2 separate regions of the Ovis aries genome follow, and region 1 is linked to region 2. A link is a contact called in public Hi-C data. All regions are on one chromosome and are shown on one strand. The core of a region is the stretch at or near the end of the contact, and the rest is flanking DNA. Distances in the headings are between cores, read along the strand shown. Region 1 overlaps SUGCT (succinyl-CoA:glutarate-CoA transferase). Region 2 overlaps SUGCT (succinyl-CoA:glutarate-CoA transferase).

Evidence for each region. Hi-C and Micro-C count contacts between places; a contact is called where the count stands out from the background.
Region 1: a contact with region 2 is called in a Hi-C map of hypothalamus, with 3 times the contacts expected there. The contact joins two enhancer-like sites. A contact is called at or near these places in 2 of 16 Hi-C or Micro-C datasets (hypothalamus and muscle).

Annotation. Positions count from the first base shown.
Region 1 is chr4:82,410,451-82,415,890 of ARS-UI_Ramb_v3.0, forward strand. All of the region lies in intron 8 of SUGCT (succinyl-CoA:glutarate-CoA transferase), which reads right to left. Among named protein-coding and RNA genes, the nearest start is that of SUGCT, 170 kb to the right of the region's middle. Within about 2 kb of position 3,116, at least 7 of the 54 cell types and tissues checked have an H3K27ac peak or open chromatin away from gene starts, as enhancers often do. A contact at or near this core is called in hypothalamus, where this site is marked.
Region 2 is chr4:82,109,015-82,114,105 of ARS-UI_Ramb_v3.0, forward strand. All of the region lies in intron 11 of SUGCT (succinyl-CoA:glutarate-CoA transferase), which reads right to left. Among named protein-coding and RNA genes, the nearest start is that of SUGCT, 470 kb to the right of the region's middle. Within about 2 kb of position 2,622, at least 4 of the 54 cell types and tissues checked have an H3K27ac peak or open chromatin away from gene starts, as enhancers often do. A contact at or near this core is called in hypothalamus, where this site is marked.

The sequences.
Region 1 (5,440 bases), core at 1,866-4,365, 300 kb after region 2:
ATTTTCTGTGTATACAGATGGAGAATTTTGCCATCCACACCTTCGCCCAGTACTCCACAGAATCCCCTTCTCATTTTCCTCCTCCTTCCACTCACCACCACAGTCACCCTCCCAGTCTGTGTCAGACTGGGTCTCATGCTTCCTTGGCACTTATCAACTTTCTCCCAATTTTTCGGTTAAACCGTAAACTGCCGCTTAACAGATTCACTACACACAGAGCTCATTTTCTGGCCCCCCACATTAACACAACACCTCAATGCACCATTATATTTGCTGAACAAACCTCAGATTATTTGGCAATCTACACAGTAACACCATTATAAGTTTTGTTCCCTAACCACCCTCCCCTCCGCCAGCTTCTTTGAACTGGGACTGACCTTACTGATTTGACTCCTTACAATGGAAACAAGAATTACATGGTAAGGAAAAAAACAACCATACCCCTTTTAAGGTTTTTTTGGAGAGGCTTTCAAACAATTATCAAATATATACACACATATATATATGTGTGTGTGTGTGTGTATATATATATATATATATATAAACTGTGTAAAAACAAAAAATAATTCCAATGCAGACTCCAATAGTCTAGCAAAAAAAAAATCTTAATTAATTGTTTAATATGTTATATCCTCTTCCACTTGAGGCAACACACTAATACAATTGCTATTACACCAAAATCCCCATTGTTCTTCATCAACAGAATACTGTCATGTCAAACCATAAAGTTACTTATATTGGAATTGCAAAGATTCCTACAAGGGTGCTTTCAGGATAAAAGATCTCTTCAAACTTCACAGTAGCTTTCTGATGCTGCTGCTAACTAGGTGATGTTCCAGGGACCCCTGAGATAGAAGTTACAGCTATTCAAAGCCTAGAGTTCCTCTCCGAATCAAAAAGGTCATTCCAAAGCAGTAAAGATTGTAAAGAGCAGGTGATCCAGAACTTATATTGCAAAAAATTCATTTCAGATTTCAGTTTTGCATCTCCAAGTTTGTTTCTCTTGAGAAATAGGTGAATAGGACCCTGGGCCAGCCTTTGGATATGGCTGTACCAAACACACTAACCGTGCTAACTAGTCTCCATTCTGCTGAACTTGACCACCACTGTATGACACTGAGGGGAATTTTCCCTGAGGATTTCAGTGTGGGTTGTAAACAGAACTTCTCTCCTTATTCCAATGCTAGGATCAAGGATCAATAGTCTCCCTACCACTGGGCATTGAACTGATTTGCTCACTGGCCACCCATCTACACACACACACAAACACACACACACACACTCGCCAGGTAGAGGGAAATGACAGCTCCTTGACTTGGAGCTGTCCTCTGGTGGAGGAAAAGTGTAGGAACAAGGGCTCCTGCCACGGTTGGTGGACTGTATTTTAACAACTGAAAGATGAGGACAAGAGCTAGAGGAGTAGGAATAATAACTGGGATAATATACACCTATGGTGTATGTTATGCTGAACACACAGCATGTCTGATTCTAGGCTACATACTTTATCTATGCTGTCTGCTTAAATCATTACCACCACCCATGAGGCAGCTAAGATTACAAATGAAGAAACTGAGGCTTGGTGAAATGAAGCAATTTGCCCAAGGTCTGTCTGAATCCAAGGCCCATGCTTTTAAATAATATATCAAAAACATGCTGCTATCTCTGGTAGCATCTGCAACTTTAGCAGCAACAGTTAAAAAGGAAATTTAACAGTGATGGGGATGGTGGTATAAAATCCTATCAACTGCAGAAGTAGAAATTTAGACCCTGGCTAGGGATGGAAAATGAGCCTAAAAGGCTCAATGATTTTAGATATCATTTTTTTAAAATGAAACTGATTCTTGGTAACATTCTTTAAAAAGTTAATTCTGCACCAGGTCATCAGGAATCATGTAATAATAAAACATTGCAAAAGGACTCTAAAGAGTCAAAGTAAATACTATGGCCACCTTAATTATTTTGAACAAAAGGAAGTTATATTTAAGCTAAAACCATGTTGTTTTCACATCAATGTTTGCTAGGCTGAAATCAAATTAAACTTTTTACTCATTTACTGATATTATAGATTACAAATGCCTCTCCCACACACCAAGAAGAGGAAGTACACACAAAAACACAAAACACACCCAAGTCCACACACACACACACACACACACACACACATATACACACACCTGCTACTCTACTACTTGTCTGCTACCCTTGTTAACTGAAACAGATAAAACACACACACACACATCAGACTCAAAGGGAGAAGAATTTTGCAAGGGTTGATTTATTTCAAGAAGTAACTTTTCTCAAACTGGGCATCCAGCAGAAAATTGGATCCTCTAAAGCATAGTCCTTAGCCCTTTCACCCCTCATTCCTAATATTCAGACCTAACTAGCTGTTAACAGGACCTGTCCTAGGGGCCTCATATGTCTCTGAAAGTACAGCATCTCCCTCTGGATCTTACTATACCTGTAAATGGCCTTTATATTCATTTTCATGACTGAAACTAACTAACACCCTTCAAGATTACACTTGGGACACTTCTTTCTAAGCAGAAGTAGATTTCTTTGTAAAACCACCTCTGAGATATCCCCAAGAATTCAGAAAGGTCTGCCCTTCCTCCAACAATCACACAGAAGGGGATGATAATTTCAGAGTACAGCCTTGCTTTCTTTCTGCTCTCAATCATTTCTACAGAGATCAAACCTGTCCATTTAGTCTGTGTCGCTGTTTTGAGCAGGCCAAGATGCTGTTCTCTAAGTGAACCAGTCAGTCAGAGAAACTGGCAGCATAGGCTATGCTAAGGTTATATAATGACAGAGCTCACCCAAGCAATAGGAGGCTTAAAGGAGGGGAAAATGGAAGGCACAAGTACTAACTCCACAAAATGAAAATCATTCCTAGGACTCTCTCTCCAGGACTGTGAACCACCAAGAAGAGTAGTTTTACCTTACATAATCAACATGTGTATCAGTAGCTCTATGGATGGGGAGGAAATCACCTAATAACATGTTCATATTCACAGATTCTTCCAAGTTCCCACTTTGCGGGGCCGGTGTTGTTGGGGCCGGGGGCGGGGGGGGGGGGGGGGGGGGGGGGGCGCTGGCCTTCCTATTACCAGGTTACAAGAATGACATCTAGTGGACTCATAGTGCAATGACCAAAAGAATTTCTCATACACTTGAGAGCTGACTTCTTAAAATCTAACATGAGAATACATCACCTGGAGATCTTGTTAAAGCTCAGATTCTAGTTCAGTAGAATAAATAAGAATCTAACATTTCTAACAAGCTTCCACGTAATTCTGATGCCACTGCTTCATGAAGTGACAAAGACCTGGCATTTCACACCTGCTTTCACACTCAAGAAAGAGAAGAGGCAAGACACACCTGAAAATAACTTCCCAGTTAAAATTAGGAGAATGAAGACCAGGATTGACATATATGCGCTAATATGTATAAAGGGGACTTCCCAAATGAATCAATGGATAAAGAATCCACCTACGGAGCAGGAGACATAGGAGATTCAGGTTCAATCCCTGGGTCGGGAAGATCCCCTGGAGGAGGGCATGGCAACCCACTCCAGTATTCTTGCCTGGAGAATCTCATGGGTAGAGGAGCCTGGCATGCTGCAGTGCACAGGGTCGCAAAGAGTCAGACACAACTGAAGTGACGAAGCACAAGCATGTATCAAATAGAAAACCAATAAGGACCTGCTGCATATAGCACAGGGGATTTTACTCAGCGCTCTGTAAAGGCCAATATGGGAAAAGAATCTAAAAAAGGGTGGATACGTGTGTATGTGTAACTGATTTACTTTACTGTATACGTAAAACTAACACAACATAAATCAACTATACCCTGATAAAAAATTTTAATAATAATAAAATAAAATTAGGTCAAATGAATTATTAACATGATTTTTGAAAAACCTAAGATCATGGCATCTGGTCCCATCACTTCATGGGAAATAGATGGGGAAACAGTGGAAACAGTGTCAGACTTTATTTTTTGGACTCCAAAATCAGTGCAGATGGTGACTGCAGCCATGAAATTAAAAGACGCTTACTCCTTGGAAGGAAAGTTATGACCAACCTAGATAGCATATTGAAAAGCAGACACATTACTTTGCCAACAAAGGTCCATCTAATCAAGGCTATGATTTTTCCAGTGGTCATGTATAGATGTGAGAGTTGGACTGTGAAGAAAGCTGAGTGCCGAAGAATTGATGCTTTTGAACTGTGGTGTTGGAGAAGACTCTTGAGAGTCCCTTGGACTGCAAGGAGATCCAACCAGTCCATTCTGAAGGAGATCAGTCCTGGGTGTTCATTGGAAGGACTGATGCTAAAGCTGAAAGTTCAATACTTTGGCCACCTCATGTGAAGAGTTGATTCATTGGAAAAGACCCTGATGCTGGGAGGGATTGGGGGCAGGAGGAGAAGGGGACGACAGACGATGAGATGGCTGGATGGCATCACTGACTCGATGGACAGGAGTTTGCGTAAATTCCGGGAGTTGGTGATGGACAGGGAGGCCTGGCGTGCTGCGATTCATGGGGTCGCAAAGAGTCGGATACAACTAAGTGACTTAACTGAACTGAACTGAACTGAGCCCTACTCAGCTTGCACACATAGCAACTCCTCTGTCTGAGCACATTCCCTGCAGCAAAACCCCTTCCCCTAAATGCCAGAAACAGAACTAGGAGGGGAGAGACCATACTTCACAGCCACATTTATATATGTGGACATGATGTGCTCGAGTCTCCAACATACATACGTTAACTTCAGAACTTAACATCATATAGCTTTTCTTTCACTGTATCCTTTTGAGCCCAATACTGAGTTGTATTATAAGAGTAATTTGTACCACATCAGAACAAAGTTCTTTCCCCCCAGGTAAACTGCACCTGAGCAGGGAGCCATCAGGATATTGTATCAGTGCTAAGCACACCTACTCAGGATTTCAACGGCATTTGCCCTGGACATCCCCAGGTCCAGCTGTTTCTGGAATCCAGTCTCACATGATTAACCTGAGCCAAAGAGCCTTGCTTTTCAGTCACTAAGTCGTGTCCGACTCCTTCTGACCCCATGGACTGCAGCCCACCAGGCTTCTCTGTCCTTCACTATCTCCTGGAGTTTGCTCAAACTCATGTCCATTGAGTCGGTGATGCTATCTAACCATCTCATCCTCTGTCATCCCCTTCTCCTCTTGCCCTCAATCTTTCCCAGCACCAGGCTCTTTTCCAATGAGTCAGCTGTTCACATCAGGTGGCCAAATTATTGGAGCTTCAGCATCAGTCCTTCCAGTGAAAATTCAGGGTTGATTTCCTTTAGGACTGACTGGTTTGATCTCCTTACTGTCTAAGGGGATCTCAAGAGTCTTCTCCAGCACCACAACTTGAAAGCAAAGAGCCTAGGCCTCTGCACAGAGATACCAGGCTAGACTCTCA
Region 2 (5,091 bases), core at 1,372-3,871:
ATATAAGACTGGGAAATCTAAGTTAAACAAAATCAGTACTTTCTTTCCTGCAGAACTTCTCTGACCCTTTAATGTGACAATGTGAGTTATTAATCCCCTAAAGAGGCATAAGATACAGCCTGCAGTGCTTCTTAAATTTACTGGGCAGTTTCCTCATCTATAAAACATAAGATTTTACAGCATAATCTCTAAATTCCTCCCTCCTCATTAAGAGATTAGAATTCTAGGCATTTTTTTAGAACCAGTTATGCCTATGAATATAGACTTTAAAATGAAGGGACTTCCCTGGTGGTCCAGTGGCTAAGATTCCACATTTCTAATGCAGGGGGCCTGGGTTCAATCCCTGGTCGGAAAACTAGACCCCACATGACACAACTAAAACCTGGTGCAGGCAAATAAATAAAAATAAATAAATATTTTATTAAATAAAAATAAATCCATTGATTTTAAGAAAATAAATGTTGATTCCCTCAAGATCAGAAGAAATTAGATCTTTTTCCATTTTCCCAACCCAAATGCCACCCAAAATGAACCCAATCTTTTATTAAATGGAAATGCACAATGTGAACACAATCTTTGACACTTTATCACATTTATAGCTTAATCGAGGCTTAACCTATATAGACCAAATTCATGCAGAGTTTATTTTTAAGTCATTTCTGATTTAATATGATTTTTTGAAAACATACATTGACATAAATCCAAGATGCTAAAGTTAATGAACTCCACAAAGAAGACTCGAGACTCTATCACGTAGAAGTACATTTAAAAATAAAATAAAATAAAAACTTACTTCTGAATAGGTTTCTCATTAAGAGCCAAAACCCACATCCTTGACAACATTTGATATTTAAAAAGGAGGTATTAAAATAGTCACCTTACTCTACTAAGTAAAATAGAACATGAAATGTTCCAAGTTTGCTTCTATCCCCCTGTCTCTATGAAGACTCTTTGTGGCATTCTCACTGGTTCCTCAGGCTCACGCTGGTGAGTCCCAAATCTTCCCCATTAGCCATTGCCTCTCCTTGAGCTCAAGATTCATCTTTCCATACCCACATACAGTGGGTATCCTTACATACAGTCATCTCAAACTCATGACTATGAGTCATTTTCTGCTCACCCTGGTATCATTGTTGAATCTACTAGTCAAGCCTTCCTCCTTTCATTCATCTTTTTCATTCTCTATACCCAGTGGATTTCCTCAGTTTTCCAATTAATCCCTTCCCCTGGATCTCCACCCTCATTCCTTTTTCTTTTCTACTGCAACAGTTTGTTAAATAGCCTCCTATTGGTATTTTGACATTCCTTTACCCCTTATCCATTTTCTACTATCTGGAGATATTTCTAAACTGAAGGATAAAGACTTCCCTGGTTCACTGGTTAAGAATTCTCCTGCCAATGCAGGGGACACAGGTTCAGTCTCTGACAGGGAAACTAAGATCCCACATGCTTTGGGGAAACTAAACCCACACTCCCCAATGAAAGATCCTGTATGATGCAACTAAGACCCAATGCAGCCAAAAATAAATAAATTTTTTTAAATGGAGAGCAGTCATTATATTCTCCTGGTTACACTGCTCCCATGACTTCCCATATCCAGCTGAATAAAATCCAATCTGCTTAGCATGTTGGTTAAGGCCCTTCATAAGCTAGCTCTAAACTACCGCTCTAGGCTTGCTCCACTCTCCACTTAATGGACTTCAGCCTCTCAACAGGCTCTGCTTTCTTGAGTCACACACAGGACCACTCCTTCACTCTACCACCTACTATCTGCTGTTGACCGCTTTGCCCAACAGGCAAACACACAAACATCTCTCAGTATTCACCTTTCTATCCTATGAAGTATACCTTAACTTCTGTACCTTTATAGCGTTGTTATCTCAACCTCAGTGCTTTCCAAACAACTTGTCCCTTTCTTATTAATATTAAAGCTCTTTTTCCTCGATTTTTGACTGTGCTTCATGGCATGCAGGGTTTTAACCCTGATCAGGGATTGAACCCTGTGCCAACTACAGTGGGGGTGCAGTCCTATCCACTGGACTGCCAGGGAAGTCCCATTAATGCCCTTTTATATAAGGTCTCCCTCTGGACTGAGCTTCTCGGTTATCCAAACGTCTCTTTCATCCTCCATCGCCTAGTGCCCTGCACAACCCTGCACAGTACCTGGTATATATAATGCTTGTTGAATCACAAAAAAATAAGTAAGCACATGAAATTCGAAAGAAGTTTTAAGCCCTGAAATTGGAATATATATACATATATATATATATATATGTGTGTATATACACATATATATATAAACTAGGCTACAGATAGGGAAAGTGTTCAAATACATCAAAAATCTTCTAAGGCAAAGAGAGGAATCAGGTGGGTATGGAGTTGACCCGGGTGGAACGTAAAATGAGTTCTTGTTTGTTTTCTCAGGTCAGACTTGAAATTATGCTCAACAACCTAACTCTCTGTATTCATGACCACCATCTTGCACCAGCATAGTATCGCTCCTGAGAAGAAAATCGGCCCCTGAAAACGCATTTCAAAAGCTTGAAATGCGTTAATGTGGTGGCTGCAGGTGTTGCTCTGTCCAGCAGAGGGCGCATAGCCCCCAACACCGAGTAAGGCGGGTCAAGGAAGCCCGCGGGGCGGGGGTGAAGTTGTTCAAGGAACCATAGCCTCCAAATCCAGGTCAACGCACTGACCTCCTGTCCTCGCCTGCTCCCCAGCACTCTGTTCTATTCTTCCCACTCACAATGAGGTGTTAGTGAGCTTCCAGATATCAAGCACACCAGTTTTGCAGCAAATGGGAAGAGGGCAAAGGGGAGGCTGTTCACTGAGGGGTGTGATAATTTCTTGGAAAAGGAAACTCACTCGCTCCTACTGAGCATCATGGCTTACAGAAAGCATCTCAAACTGGTTCTATCTTACAATCTGATTCCTTTCCTTTGAAAGTGGATAGGGGATTCAAAATGTCCCTCCCTCAACTGGAAGGAAAATGATTTTCTGCCCTTAATGATTTAGCATAGATATCTTAGGGTTCAGAAGGGTTACACTAAGGTCATCAAGCTATTAAAAGGATGAATGGGGGTAAACTCCTTCCCTTGAATATATATTTACATTTTATGAGGGATAACTAGTAGAAGAGGAGGGGAAAATATGCCATCCTTTCACATTCTAAAGACAGATGCTTCTCTTGTCCAACTTCAGAATAAGGGCCAGTGATCTGGGAAGACAAACTGAAAATTGATAATAAACCAGATTCAGGTCACTCTCAAGGAACCCACAGCCATCCCCACTGTGCTTTGTTTGAGGAGAACAGAGTAACATCACAGTCCTTATGGTGAGCTTGTTTGTCTGCTATTAACCCCAAAACCTGTTGAGAGGAGGCAGATAGAGAAAACTACTTGTTAACACCAAGAAAAGGCACACGGAGTATTATCTTATCCCTTCAAAAAACACCTCAGGCAGAGAGGAGACATCTTCATGGAATCTTGTCCCTGCACTGAGGAGGCCCTGTTCTCTCCTGTGCAAAGGTCTAGGAAGCAAAATGGGGACTGACTGATAGAAGGGTGTGGGTGCTTCCAGCTACCTGGAGAAGAGAGTAGAGAGCTGGGGAGTGGTGAAGGACCACCATTTATACAGACTACAAGTCCTAGAACCATCTAAACTCAGAATAAAACCTCAAGTGAACCAACTTGCAATCCTACTTTTCAGTATAAAAGCCTGGTGTAACTCACTGTAAATCATGCTAAGCAGTGTGATTTTATCTTGATATCTTAAGAAGCCATTGAAGAATTTTAAATAGGAAGTCACATGATTAGGTTTGCATGTTGGGATGATCACTCTAGAAACAGCAGACAATGGAGTAAGCTTATACATATCAAATATGAAATGTTAAATCAGATGCCATGCTTATTAATTAGCCTAAGGCATAGCAAGACCATGAGTTGAATTTTGAAAAACAGGACATACTAAACGAGATTGGGATGTTTCTTCCATTTCTAGTCTACTTCTCTTGCCCTAGACCCAAGTTCCCCTGCCTTGCACAGGCTTAATGGCCATCATTTATACAGACTCCAAGTCCTAGAACCATCTAAACTCAGAATGAAATCTCAAGGGAACTGATTTGCAATCCTACTTTTCAATATAGAAGTATCATTTCTTATACAGGAACTTAATTTTAATCTCACAGATATCTTTGGCTTTGCTAATTGTTGAAACCATCACATAAGATTCTGCTAGGAATTCTGAGATGAATAAAATTCAATCTCTGTCTTCTAGAAATTCATAGACTACTTCAAATCAAGTAAAAAGGAAAACACTTTTTTTCTAATGGGTTATCTTGGGCAAATAAAAATACTAACAAAATTACTTTTTAAATTATGTATTTGGGTGGTAGAGTGGTAAAGAATCTGCCTGCCAATGCAGGAGGCCTAAGTGATGTGGGTTCTATCCCTGGCGTGGGAAGATTCCCTAAAGGAGAAAATGGCAACCCACTCCAGTATTCTTGCTTGGGAAATTCCATGGACAGAGAAATCTGGCAGGCTGTAGTCCATGGGTCACAACTGAGAGGTGGATACAACTGAGTGACTAATACTTTCACACTTTCTGAGTAAATATAAACCCATAGCTTAAGGGTAGACCTATAATTAAATCCTGTATTATAACAGACAAGATTGGGGGAGAAAGGAACACTACTTCACTCAATAAAGTTGAGCTGTGATTATCTAAAGGTGAACCCATGCTTAAAATCCTCAGTATTGTGGTATGAAGAGGTCTATGAAATAAATTAACATTTTTAGTTCCAGTGCAAAATTGAAATAGTTTGTTTATAAAAGGCTGAAGGAAGTATTTCTAATTTAATAAGCTAGATGTTTTAAATGAAAACTTTTGGGCAAAGGGCAATTGTGGATTTTTAAATACACTTTGAATTTGGCCATTTGAATGTTTAGATCTTATTTTGCAGGATATTTTACAGGCTTGGGCTTTCTTCAGCAGAGGGGCTGCCATTCAATACTGGAAGGGAAAAGAGTGAGGTTACTGTGATCCTCCACATCATGGAATTTTGTGTTAATGAACCACAATGTAAGCCAAGGT